3 separate regions of the Mus musculus genome follow, and regions 1 and 2 are each linked to region 3. Evidence: chromatin contacts called from public HiCAR-type and promoter capture Hi-C data. All regions are on one chromosome and are shown on one strand. Each heading gives the region's core, a stretch centred on a gene start, on an enhancer-like site or on the middle of the called end of the contact. The rest is flanking DNA. Distances are from core to core; before and after follow the strand shown. Region 1 holds the start of Sf3b6 (splicing factor 3B, subunit 6). Region 2 holds the start of Pfn4 (profilin family, member 4). Region 3 holds the start of Ptrhd1 (peptidyl-tRNA hydrolase domain containing 1).

The links. Promoter capture Hi-C pulls out the DNA fragments that hold promoters and counts their contacts. HiCAR-type assays count read pairs that join an accessible place to other places.
Region 1: a contact with region 3 is called in a promoter capture Hi-C map of pre-B cells. The contact joins the promoter of Sf3b6 here to the promoter of Ptrhd1 in region 3. A contact is called at or near these places in 11 of 39 promoter capture datasets (the 3T3-L1 cell line, the C10 cell line, cranial neural crest and 6 more), 9 of 484 Hi-C or Micro-C datasets (B cells, CD4 T cells, the G1E-ER4 cell line and 5 more), 11 of 115 datasets of contacts at active chromatin or transcription factors (the 230-238 cell line, astrocytes, bone marrow-derived macrophages and 7 more) and 3 of 9 other capture datasets (adipose tissue, liver and pancreatic islet).
Region 2: a HiCAR-type map of astrocytes shows a contact between it and region 3, with 4 times the contacts expected there. The contact joins the promoter of Pfn4 here to the promoter of Ptrhd1 in region 3. A contact is called at or near these places in 3 of 39 promoter capture datasets (liver, neural stem cells and pre-B cells), 3 of 484 Hi-C or Micro-C datasets (CD4 T cells, cardiomyocytes and uterus), 13 of 115 datasets of contacts at active chromatin or transcription factors (astrocytes, bone marrow-derived macrophages, cardiomyocytes and 10 more) and 3 of 9 other capture datasets (adipose tissue, liver and macrophages).

What each region holds. Positions count from the first base shown.
Region 1 is chr12:4,815,979-4,819,909 of GRCm38.p6, reverse strand. It overlaps Sf3b6 (splicing factor 3B, subunit 6), which reads right to left and starts at 2,302. Exons shown (of 4, transcript NM_025323.2): 1 at 2,091-2,302. The coding sequence starts at 2,120. It also overlaps the pseudogene Gm20348.
Region 2 is chr12:4,766,985-4,771,190 of GRCm38.p6, reverse strand. Pfn4 (profilin family, member 4) reads right to left here and starts at 1,896. Exons shown (of 4, transcript NM_028376.4): 1 at 922-1,896. The coding sequence starts at 1,038. Fam228b (family with sequence similarity 228, member B) reads left to right here and starts at 1,957. Exons shown (of 7, transcript NM_175431.5): 1 at 1,957-2,285; 2 at 2,670-2,801. The coding sequence starts at 2,694.
Region 3 is chr12:4,231,549-4,235,786 of GRCm38.p6, reverse strand. It overlaps Ptrhd1 (peptidyl-tRNA hydrolase domain containing 1), which reads right to left and starts at 1,774. Exons shown (of 2, transcript NM_001204912.2): 1 at 1,509-1,774. The coding sequence starts at 1,760. It overlaps Cenpo (centromere protein O), which reads left to right and starts at 1,822. Exons shown (of 7, transcript NM_134046.6): 1 at 1,822-2,035; 2 at 2,130-2,256; 3 at 4,105-4,238. The coding sequence starts at 2,211.

The DNA.
Region 1 (3,931 bases), core at 1,053-3,552, 580 kb before region 3:
AAATCTTGCTTCTGTTTTCAGTCATGCAGGCTGCAAAGGAAAGTCTGTCCTGACTGACTCATCTTCTTTATAGGACACCCAGACCTGAGCTACCACTTGAAAGTGTCTTTACTAACATCTTTTCATTCCAGCGTTCCCTTGTCAGCCTTTTAGGGGCCTGGCTGTTGTTCCTCCTATCAGTGACATTGATACTGTGCCCCAGTTTGTGGCTTGTCTTGACCTGCTATACACTCTTCACTCTCACCCTTCTTGTTGTTCCTCCTATCTGTGACATTGATACTGTGGCCCGGTCTGTTGCCTGTCTGAACCTGCTGTACACTCCTCACTCTTAGCCTTCTTCCTCTACAGCTGACTCACACGTCCCTCTTTGCTACTACAGTCAATTACATACCAGACAAAACATTTTCTTTCTTTCTTTCTTTTTTTTTTTTTTTGGTTTTATGAGGCAGGGTGTCTCTGTGTAGCCCTGGCTGTTCTGGAACTCACTCTGTAGACCAGGCTGGCCTCGAACTCAGAAATCCGCCTGCCTTTGCCTCCCGAGTGCTGGGATAAAAGACATGCGCCGCCACCACCATGCCCAGCTCAGACAAAACATTTTCAGTAATCACTTATTAAACCAACACGGCTTTTGGTATGAAGCTAAGCATTATATGAATGAAAGGATAAGATATTTGCCCTCAGGCTGGTGAGCTGGCCCTCGCCAGCAAGCCTGGTGAGCTGTCAATCCCTGGAATCCACATGGAGAGAACCGACTCCCACAAATTGTCGTCTGGCCTCTACATGTGCACATACAATAATAAACAAACATGAAAGTAAAAACGCTTATCCCTACCTTCAAATGAGTAGTGGTGATAATTAGACAGACTATAAAAGTTTAAGATTTCCAGGTCAAGTTTGATAATCAACAACTGCCACACAAATATATTTCTCCAGTAAATCTGCTTTTTCACTGTGTAAAACACTGTGTATGTCTCTCTCTTCTCTCCTAAAACTTCACCATCATCATCCCCTGTAAAATTTGAAAAGGCTCTATACTCTTCTCAGCCAACATAGGATATGACCCGGGGCTCCACACTTCTTGAAGAAAACAGATATGATCAAATGGTAACTATATATTCCTATTGTAAACTTTATCCATCTATGTCCATCCAACCATTTTTTTCTTCTATTGGTGTACCAACCACTCCCCTCTTTACTTATTTTTGGTTGTCATGGTTTGAGGTGCTGGGAGTCAAATCCAGACTCACGCCCACTAGGCAATCACTGAGCCACATTCCAGTTTTACTCTGGAATCTTACATATCAGGTCTCTACCATTATGTTGGCTCACTCTCGTTGGTCTATAAAAAGCACTGTAGGTATCTTTAAAACAATTCAATTTCTCTATTAATAAGAAAAATCATAGAATCAGCTCTACAGTTTTGTCCTAACTCCTACCATCTTTTTATTTTACAGGAACTAAGTTTTCATTCACTGAAATGATTCACATAATCGCGGTTGCCCAAAATCTTCATCAGGATATCCAATGGTCAATTATGTGTCTTTGTTTTGGTGTGATTCTAAGTTTTAACCACTTCTTAATTTCCTGAAAGATGTTTTTTTTTTTCCTTAAAGGTTTTGGTAACACTCACTGACAACAGTAGAACATAAGCCCGACTAGTCCTTTACACAGTAGTGTTGAATAAACCCAACTGATGAATTGCTTCCCGTTTGTAAGACAAGAGACAAAGCAGGTGCTTACATAATATTAATAGAGGATTCCCAAAGTTCTACATTCGAGAAAAATCCCAGGCTCCAGCTGGCAAGGAACCAAATAGTTACTCCGTATGTCTTTTTGGACTCAGAAGAGCCTAACGCCTGGTCCTAGGCGTTACGAGGTCACTGATGCCAGGGGGCTCTCAATAGGGGTGGGGCGAAAAGTCGCTCAAAGAACACACCCCTGAGGACGAGCCCAGGACAGAACCTCCTTTGACAGAACTGATAACAAGCTTCCCCAACTATGGGCGGAGGGACAAAAAACGCTCCCCAGGCACGCAGCAACAGTCAAGCAACAACATCGCTTCCCTGTCACGCAGAAAGCGGGGTACTCACATTCGCCCTCTTAGCCGCTTGCATCGCCATCTTGGCGGGCTGATGTAGGTTACCGTAAGATCCCTCTGGATATTTCTAAACCTGATCGCCTTCGTGGGCGACACGGCGTCAGATACAGAGTATTTACAGCCAGGTAGCGCCGGAAGCTTTTACAGCAATGCCGGAAAGTCCGCGTCTCAAATTAGGACGCGTTTACTTCCTAGAAAAGATGCTCCAAGTCACACTACAGAGAACGCATTCTCAAGCCGGAAAGCGAACTAGCAAGCTCCAGAACGCTTCCGGATTGCGGACCGGAAGGGGCGGGGCGAATGCCAAGGGAAGGGAGGTGTTCCGCTTGAGGGGGTGTGGCTTAAGGAGCGAGGGGCGGGGTCCATGAGAGAGATCAGACCCAGAGCCTGCGATTTAGCGCGCCCAGGTCTCGGAGAGGAACCCGGCTCGCCAGCGCTTCCAACAGAGGTCCCAATCTGAACTTTGCTCGGAAGGCCGATCCCGGGGCCCTGGGCCTCAGGTCGCGCTTCACCTGACCGTCGAACTCCCTCACCCGGTTCCCGCGGCCCCTGTCCACGCAAACAGAGCACACAACCCGTCACATGCATCTTTTTATTTCCTTAGACCAGCTTTACAGGACATGGGAAGAGAGGCCACTTCCGAGTTTGCTCGGAGGTCCTCCTTCACTAGGGCAGCTCCAAGACGATTTTGCCCGCGCTCCTGTTAGCCCCCACATATTAGCCACTTGAATATAAGTTGCCGGGTAGACTCTATCAAGAACCAGCAGCAGACGTTGGGGGCTGTTTGCAGAGAAAGGCAGAATCTGCTCCGTGGAGGTTTTCACCGGCGTTTGTACTAAGGAAAAGATTATCAGCCTGAAGAAAGGCCTTAACCCTGTTATTCTCCATCCTGCCTAGCCCTAATGTTTTGAGTATCTAAAACAGCACACCCTTTCACTTCCCATCAGGAAAGAGCATGCTTTCAAATGTGCACCCTCATTCTGTACCAGGTAAGACTGAAGGCTGCAGTAAAATACTAGTGCAAGTGACAGACTTACATAGCTTAACACAAAAGGAATGCTGAAGCCTTATCGCTGCGAAACTGATGGGATATACTCCCAAAGCTGGCTCCTTCTATGATGCTACAGAGGATTTTAGGAACATAAACCTGTCGAAGGTCCAAGCTTACATAGGCTTTTTTGGTATACTGAGAAGAGGTCTACCCTGAAAACAAAGCCGTGGGCCTATGTGAAGACTTAATACTGTGGCCATGTTTTTGCTCATTCTGATAGAAACATATAAATATGAAGTATAGAAATACGTGGGAGGGTTTAGAGAATTAATTATCTGAACACAGTTACCAATTGGTACACAAGGTAGCAGACTTATTTATAGGCTCCCTAAAGCAAGCTGTTTGTACAAAGGCAGTTTTCTGGGTGACAATCCTACTTTCTTTCACTTACCACCCACCTCATTATCCCTAGATCGAGCAAACTAGTGATCCGACTACCTCATTTAAAAAGTAGTTTTAAAGGCTGGGCGTGGTGGCGCACGCCTTTAATCCCAGCACTCTGGAGGCAGAGGCAGGCAGATTTCTGAGTTCAAGGCCAGCCTGGTCTACAAAGTGAGTTCCAGGATAACCAGGGCTATACCGAGAAACTCTGTCTCAAAAAACAAACAAACAAAAAAACCCAAACAAACAAAGAAGTAGTTTTAAAAACAGGGCCCACTAAAACTAACAACAGCTCCTACTATTAAGCCACAGAGAGCCCAGCAACCATCAAGAGCTGGGCAGTTGACATTCTTCTCCTAATAGGATCAGCACCTTCCAAAGGAGAGAGATTGGTAGTCATG
Region 2 (4,206 bases), core at 647-3,146, 540 kb before region 3:
AAGTTACTCTATATTTTGTAAAACAGTGGTTTTTCAGTGTGTCTTGCCCCGAGAGACTCTATTTTGAAGATGGAGGATGACTTCATACCTGGATGGACACAGGAACAGTAGGTCTATCAAGAACCACCCACTCAACCCAGACTGAAAAAATGACTTATTTCTGGGAGTAGAGAGAATGCTGAAATAGCAGAGGCATATGGACATATTAAAATCGTATCAGAAAAAACAGGCCCAAGAAACTACCATATACAACAGAGCAAAGAATGGGTGTGTCTTCCTTACCTGGCTCCCTAAAGAAGCAAACACCTAGCACTGAGATGGTATTAGTTCCTACTGCCCTGGACTTGCCCCATCTATCAGTCTACCAATCTGTCTGGACCCATCTTGGTTCCTTTATTCCTGGAGTTGGTTTCAACTCTGCGGCTTCAGTTTCAAACTTGAGATCTGAAGGAGCCTTAAGTCATCACTACAGCTTCTCCAGACTCTTTCCCGAAGCTCTGGTACTGTTAATTTATCAACAAATATCAAATATCTAATGATATTTCTACCAACTGCCCTGCTTTTCAGAACTTCTGAAAATTCTTGATCTCTGCTGTGGCCTCATAACACTTTATTGCCAATCTGTAACACTGTGTGTGTGTGTGTGTGTGTGTAATCCATGAGTTGATATTAGTAATTAAGATAGCAGAATAAGAATCTGTGCTTACCCGTGAGGTTACCAAAGAAAGCAGGCATATGTATGAAATTGTTGCCACAGAAACTATCGTACTTTGTGAATTTATCATTACTCAATAAATTCTGACATTGTTGAAACATGTTCGGATGTTACATAGCTTACAACACATACATGAAGATAACATATAAAATCCAACACTCTATATGCTAACCTAAAAAATATTTTTAAGAAGCTTTCACCCTTACACTAAATCCTGGTGATGTCACACACAGGGTCTTTTCCTGGAGTTTGATGAGGGCTGCGCTGTCCACGTGTTTCGTCCCCAGCAGGGTATCTAACAGTAAGTTCTGCAAGTGACTCATGCTTCTTCGGCTCTGAACCAGAACCTGCAGCTGAAGACTCCACGAGGGACAATACAAGTGCTTCTTGTGTACGTTCCAGCTTATTATCAGTGTGTGTCCTCTAAAACGGTGGACGAGTGAAAATAGTGGTCCATCATCCAGGGTTCACCAGTACTCAGAGGGGAAGAAAAACTATTATAGAAAAATCAGAATTCACAGAATGGTTTATGAAGGTGAGTTTGAAAAAAAAATCAGAGCCTCAATATTTTTATCTATTTAATGATTTACCTGAGATTTAAAAACAAAGGTCTATGCCTATTATTTTGGGTACTCTAAGGGCAGGAAGGTCACAAGTTCAAGGCCAAAGAGACCCTGTCTTAGAAAAATAAAGATCTGCGAATAAGTCCTCCATTCAATTCTCAGCTCCGCAAAAATGAACAAACAAATAAATAAAAGTAAAATAAAGTAAAAACAAAAAAAAGCAACCAGTTATCCACAAAATCTCAAAACCACTCAAGGTGCACCACCGATTTAAAAAAGATACTCTTTTCATTCCTCCTCCTTGGCCAGCATCAACGCTGTAGACAAGACACCGGTCAACAAACCTGAGCTCTAAGACCACCTTGGAGGCTCTTTAGAGCTACATTTACTGCTCATGTGCTGCCATCTTGGACGGCCCTCAAAGGGTCAACCGCCACAAACACTCTTTTGCCGCAGGTTCCTAGTAAGGCGAACGACTCTCTCCCGCCGCTGCCTTCGGAGGACTAATTGATGGGAGGCCGGTAGCCTAACTGAATCCTGAGTCCTGGAGGCCGGGAACTAAACACAGAGTAGGGGCTACAAGAGGAGACGAGGCTCCGCTAGGGGCGGGCGTAGCACGGATCTGAAAAGCTGATTGGCTGCGATAGCTGCCTGTTAGCGCGAGACAGTTCCACTGCCTCCTTTTCGACTCGCCTCGCTCCCAGGCCAGAGGGCTGCACTGCTCCGTGCTGTTCGGCGAGGTGCGCGCGCGTTCTCGTCTTCCCGCTGGCCGAGGGGCGCGTAGGGGTGGCGCCGCGTCCCAGGAGACAGAGGTCCGAACGCCCGCGCGTTCCGAATCCAAGGTCTCGGGCTGAGGCCGCGGGCTCACTGTGGTGCGGAGAGCCGAAGGGCAGGCCCACCGCCAGAGGGGGCTGAAGGACCTGTGGAAGCCTGCGCGGCAGGACGGCCCGCGCACGCGGTCTGTGTCGGAGCCGGCGAATCGCGAATCGGGGGCCCGGTACTCCCGGGTGAGCGGGCCTGGTACCCTAGATTCATCATGGGCGCAGACCCACAAGTCTTCTTCTCCCTCACATGCAGGCCCCGGGGAGGGCTTTGGATCTCTTGGAGCTTGAAGGTCCCAAATTCCCTTCTTTCTCTAAGTTCATTTGTCAGTAGCTTGAAAGCGGCAACTCATCAGCATTCATGTCATATCAAACCTAGAAAACTGCTGGGAACTAGATTCCTAGCCAGGAGGGCTTCAAGAGAGCCCTGTTTCAAGCCAATTGGAAGGGACACATGGACGGGCAGTTTTCCAAGACTCGTTCCCTAAGTGCCCAAGGTCATGAGTGTTGATTATTAAACCGCGGAGAAAATTACTGTGAATTTTAATTACAAAATAAATGCTATTTTAGCTTTTCTAGGGACTGTGTTACTTGATGACCACAATGAAAAATAGGAGCCAAGATGATATGGTGACGGGCACACTCCCCAAGCTCAAGAGCTCCAAAGAATGGTTGGAACCACAGTCGCTTTCTTTTATGGAGGTACAGTTGTATGACTGTTGAGGTCCTTGCTTAGAGATGTGCCTTGTGCATAAGTTTTATTTTTCTTTCTATTTTACTCTATTGGATAGAACCTATCTATCCCCATTAACTCTACTAACTTTGTTACTTACTTACTTTGCTCTTTAAGAGCTTAAAGTAGAATCATATACCATTGATTATAAATTTTAACAATATAACAAAGCTGATAAAAACCTACTTAAAGCCGGGCGTGGTGGCACACGCCTTTAATCCCAGCACTCGGGAGGCAGAGGCAGGTGGATTTCTGAGTTCAAGGCCAGCCTGGTCTAGAGAGTGAGTTCCAGGACAGCCAGGGTTACACAGGGAAACCCTGTCTCGAAAAACCAACCAACCAACCAAAAACCCCTATTTAAACCTGGATATGTTGTATTTTTCTTCCTAAAGAGTTTTATTAAGGTATAATTGGTGTAAAATAAATACACTTGAAATGCATAACGATAAATTTTAACGTGTGTATGTTCCTGAAGCCAGTTTTACACATCAAGATAACAAATACATTGACTGCTCCCAGTTTTCTCATCAAGTTCTTTTGGAGTACCCCCTCACACTTCCCTCATTTCCTGTAACCATTCTGTCATTATGGTTTTGCTTATTTTAAAAAAATTTTATGCAGTGAAAACTTATGTATTCTTTTTTGGTTTGTTTCTTGTTTGTTTGAGACAGGGTTTTGTTTGTTTGTTTGAGACAGGATTTTGCTGTATAACCCTGGCTGTCCTGGAACTCGCTTTGTAGACCAGGCTGGTCTGAAAAATCAGAGATCTGCCTGCCTCTGCCTCCCGAGTGCCTGGCTCCTATGTATGCTTTTTTTGTTTTTGTTTTTTCGAGACAGGGTTTCTCTGTGTAACCCTGGCTGTCCTGGAACTCACTCTGTAGACCAGGCTGGCCTTGAACTCAGAAATCCACCTGCCTCTGCCTCCCGAGTGCTGGGATTAAAGGCTTGAGCCCCACCGCCTGGCTCAGTTTCCTTTTTAGTCTATTCCCAAGGATATATAACTTCTACCACTCTCTTAATTCCAGAATTTTTTCATCATTCCTAAAAACCAACTATATTCATTGGCAGTCTTCTTTCTTTGCCCTCTAGTTATTGGTAACAGTAATCTACTTTCTAACTCTGTAGATTTGCATATTCTGGACATTTATACAAATGAGACCTATGTAATATGTGATCCTTTGTGACTGGCTTCTTTCATGTGGAATAATGCTTTCAAGGTTCATCCATGTTGTACCATTTGTTACTGCATGGTCTTTTAAATTATACATTGCATGTGGACAGGTGTTCGTGAAGGTCAGAAGGAGGTGTTGGGTTCTGTGGAACTGGGATGGTTTTAAGCTGCCTGATGAATGTACTGCAAACTGAACTCGCACC
Region 3 (4,238 bases), core at 525-3,024:
TTTGGCTTCTCTAGATGATTGATGTAACCTGTAAGGTGTAATAAATCCTTTCCTTCCCAAGTTGATTTTTTTTTGGCCATGGTATTTTTCTCAGCAACAAAAAGCAAACTAGAATATTATATTATGCATGCACACTGAGAATAACTTGTAAGATTTGTTTTTGTTTTTTTTTTCTTCCCATCAAGTGAGTCCAGGGATAGAACTAGGGTTGTCAGACTTGGTGGCATATGCCTTTACCCAATGAGCCATCTCACCAACCCTTTTCATCTACCCTATTATATGCTTTTTGGTCAGCAGAATAGGATCTAAGGCCAACAGGATCTTGACCTGGATACAAATACAACTTTTTTAAATTCCAGGAGATCTAGGAGAAGGCTTTCTGGTAAAGAATATCATATGGTCCTAACCCTTAAGAGTTAGTCCAGGAGCTGAGGAGATGCTCCGTGTCCAGAGGACCAGAGTTCAGTTCCTAGAACCCACAGTGGGATGTTCTCACTGCCTATAACTGCAGAAGAGCCTACATCCTACTCTGTCCTCCCATGTGCATACGTCCCACAGACACACACACCTACACGTCTGCACCCATGTGCATACGTCCCACAGACACACACACCTACACGTCTGCACCCATGTGCATATGTCCCACAGACACACACACCTACACAGAATTTAAGTAGATCTTTAAAAAAGGGTTAATCAAATGCGTATGTAAATCACCAAGATGGGAAAGGACCCCTCAGAAAGTTGAACACAGATGTAGGTTGGCACGTTGGTCCCTTTGGCCATTGTTCCTCCACTCTCACCCCTTTGCCAGTGTTTTCCTGGATAAAGATTTCTCTAGAGAAGCAGGTGCTATGTAAATGTCAGTTAGGAGACTTGAGACTCAGAGCTTCTGAAAAACATACTCCTTTTCCCCACTCACTGAGCATTTCTCCTTTTAAATAAACAGCCTCTATTTCTTACTAACAATATTAAGGCAGTGCTAATTTTAGGCCCAGCTTTTTTCTTTTTCTTTCTTTTTTTTTTTTTTTTTTTTTTTTTTTTTGAGACAGGGTTTCTCTGTATAGCCCTGGCTGTTCTGGAACTCACTTTGTAGCCCAGGCTGGCCTCGAACTCAGAAATCTGCCTGCCTCTGCCTCCCAAGTGCTGGGATTAAAGGCGTGCGCCACCTCGCCCGGCTAGGCCCAGTTTTAAAAGGCAGATTGGTGCACAGGCATAAGCGCCACGCTTTCCCCAGCTTCGTTCCCAGGGATCTAAGGGACACTGGAACAACCAATTTCTGGTGAACGCTGTGATAGCAGGGTCTGCGTCGGTTCTTCACAGTCATGCTCTGCCAAAGGGAAGGTTCACTGCGTAGCGCAGACCATTCCCAAACTCTTAGTGATCCCTCCTACAATCATGCCACACGTACTTCCGGAAGCTAAGGGTTGGGCCCAAGAGCAGATCTACTTCCGGCCTCGGCACCCCACCCCCGTTTAGGGTCCCTCCGGATACTCCCCACGCCTCACCTCGAGAACCACCTTGCGCATGCGCCCCAGCTCCCGGAGATAAGCTGCCGTGTGCGGATGGTCTCGATGAAGGTGCAAGGCTGCTGTGGCGGCGTGACAAGCCTGCGCTACCAGTGCGCCGGTGGGCCAGGAAAAGGGAGCCTGAGATAGATCCTTTCGTAATACTAAGTACTGTACAAGGATCTGTGGCTCCACCCCAGAGCATGCCATCTTCCTGATCATCAGACTGGCCGGACGTACCTTGCGGTGCATGCTGGGATTAGTGTGGAGCTGCTGGGCGCCACCATGTTCGTGTACGGCGGAAGCACAAAGCACTCTGGGATCAGTGGGTTACGTTGTTACTTCAGTTGCTCTCGGCGGGAATTCTTAAACTGCATCCTGAGTGAGGGAGCTTTGGCGAGAAAGCAAGACCCAGTGGTAGACAGATTAGCATTACTGTACAGCTTCTTTGGGTGTTCGAGGAAGCCCGGCTGGACCATAGTGGCCACGGCGGTGAGGTAGGCGTGGACAGGGCTGACCAGTCCAAGGTAAGGGACGCCAGCGGGGACACTTTGCTTATCCCGGGACTGTCAGGCAATAGTGGCAATAGATTGGTGATTGCGTGTCTTTTACTATTTACAGTTAAGGACGTTCGGGTCCATGTTAACCCTGCCTTGTACGTCCAGCATCGTAAGAAAAAACACTTGAGAACCCGAAGAGGAGATGGAGTCTGCAAATACTTTGTGTCCAGGCAGGAAGTGCAAAGGAGGTATTCAAAGGGGTTTGGCTTTCTCTGTACCACAGTGTTTCCAGACTTTATTGCAAAGGAAGGGACACTGTAAGGCAGTAACTTTGGCGATTAGATATGGATTTGATTCAGGGCTCTATCTTAGGAAATTTTGTGGCTTGGACACATTATAGTTCTGCCTCATTTTCTTTCTCCTTTAAACAAAACTTAATGTGAAAGCATCATGTGGGTTGAAATTGTTACTAAAAACTAAAAGTTTGATGACTTAATTGTTAAAAATATGTTGCAATCAAGTATAATCCATACCCTAGAACTAAATTACTATGTAATCCCAAATTTGCCAGTAACTTGCCCTTCTGTGTGTCAGCACACCTGGCTAAACAAGTGACGAGTGAAAGTTTGTGAATAATCATCAAACTTCGACAGGTCAATTATTCTCCAGTTCCCTTGTCATCTCCAATCCAAAAGATTGAAACATTTAGTTATGATTATGTTGGTTTTCTCTCTCTGCTTGGCAATTACCACTGCTTATCGTGTGAACTTGGAGAGGAACTAAATACAGCAGAGAGAAGGAACTGCTGTGCTCAGGCTCCAGAGGAAATAAAAGAAGTCAGGAGTCAGTAACGGGAAGAAAAGCAAGTGAAGGGCCAACATGCTGCCTACTGTGGCTCTCTCTTGATCTTATGCAAGTTGGTTTGTTTGTTTTTTAAAGGAGCTATACACTAGTAATTTGATGTCTAGCCTTGGCTGGATAGATGAATGAGCCAGGTCTGGGCTGTCCCAAGACAAATGAAGAAAGGATTTTTGTGAATGTATATTCTTGTGAACCCTGCAAAGTAAATATTGGATCTGCTTAAGGAAACTAGTTACATGAGGTGAAGCATTGGACTTCTCTAGGGAGGTTTCATCTGGGTTGTGGGAAAGCATGGAGAATCGGCCTTTCCCACCATAGATTTGTGCTTCTGTGATAAGCAGGCTTAGATGAAATGCTGCTGCCCACAAAGCAAGCAGTAGACAAATCAGGAGTCTCTTGTTCTTTTCAAGTGAGCGTACTAATTAGTGGGTGTTTTTACACCAGTGGCCAGCAGAGAGGTTAATGGTCTCTGGTTTGGTTATTTGGGCCTATGGCTTTATAAATTTATGGCAGACCAGTTGTGATGGTACATGTCTTTGATCCCAGCACTCTGGGTGGAAGCAGGTGGATCTCTGTGAGTTCAAGGACAGCCTGATCTACATAGTGAATTCTGGGCCAGTCGTGTAGGAAAGACCCTGTCTCAATAAACAGATAAATAAATAAATATGCCCTAGATATATGAGTTATCTATTGTGACGACTGTTTTTGGTTGTCAACTTGATGCAACCTGTGAAGAGGGAACCTCAATTGTTAAGGAATTAACTCATCAGATTGGTCTATGGGCAGTTTCTTTAGGGCGTTTTTTTTTTTTTTTTTATTGCTTCTTAATTGGAAGAGCACCTAACCCATTGCGGCAGGTGGTCCTCGGTGGTATATGAAAGCTAACTGAGCAGTAGCAGGAAGCTAATAAGCTTGTTGCTCTATGGTCTCTGCTTCAGTTCCTGCCCTGAGTTCTTGCCACCCCTGGGCAGGTAGGTGGTCCTGGGATGTATAAAAAACAAACTGAGCAAGCCAGCAAGCATCGTTCCTCCATCTGCTTTAGTTCCGGCTTCACACTTCTGCCCTGACTCCTCTCATGGCAGACTGTAACCTGTAAGATGAAATGGGCCCTTCCTCCCTGAGTTGCTGCTTTGGTCAGCGTTTAGCACAGCAAACTGTTCCTTCGTGGAGTATGCTTTGCCAAAGTTTGTCAGATTGTGAAGGGTGTTTTGTTTGTCTGTTTTCACTTTCTTTAGGTGTTTTAGCTCACCTGGAAAGACTAGAGGCTCAAACGAACATATCGAATAGAAAGTCTGAAGAACCAGCAGTTCGTAAAAAGGAAAGTTCTCTTAGAACCAAGATTCGAGAACTGCGGCAACAACGAGATAAG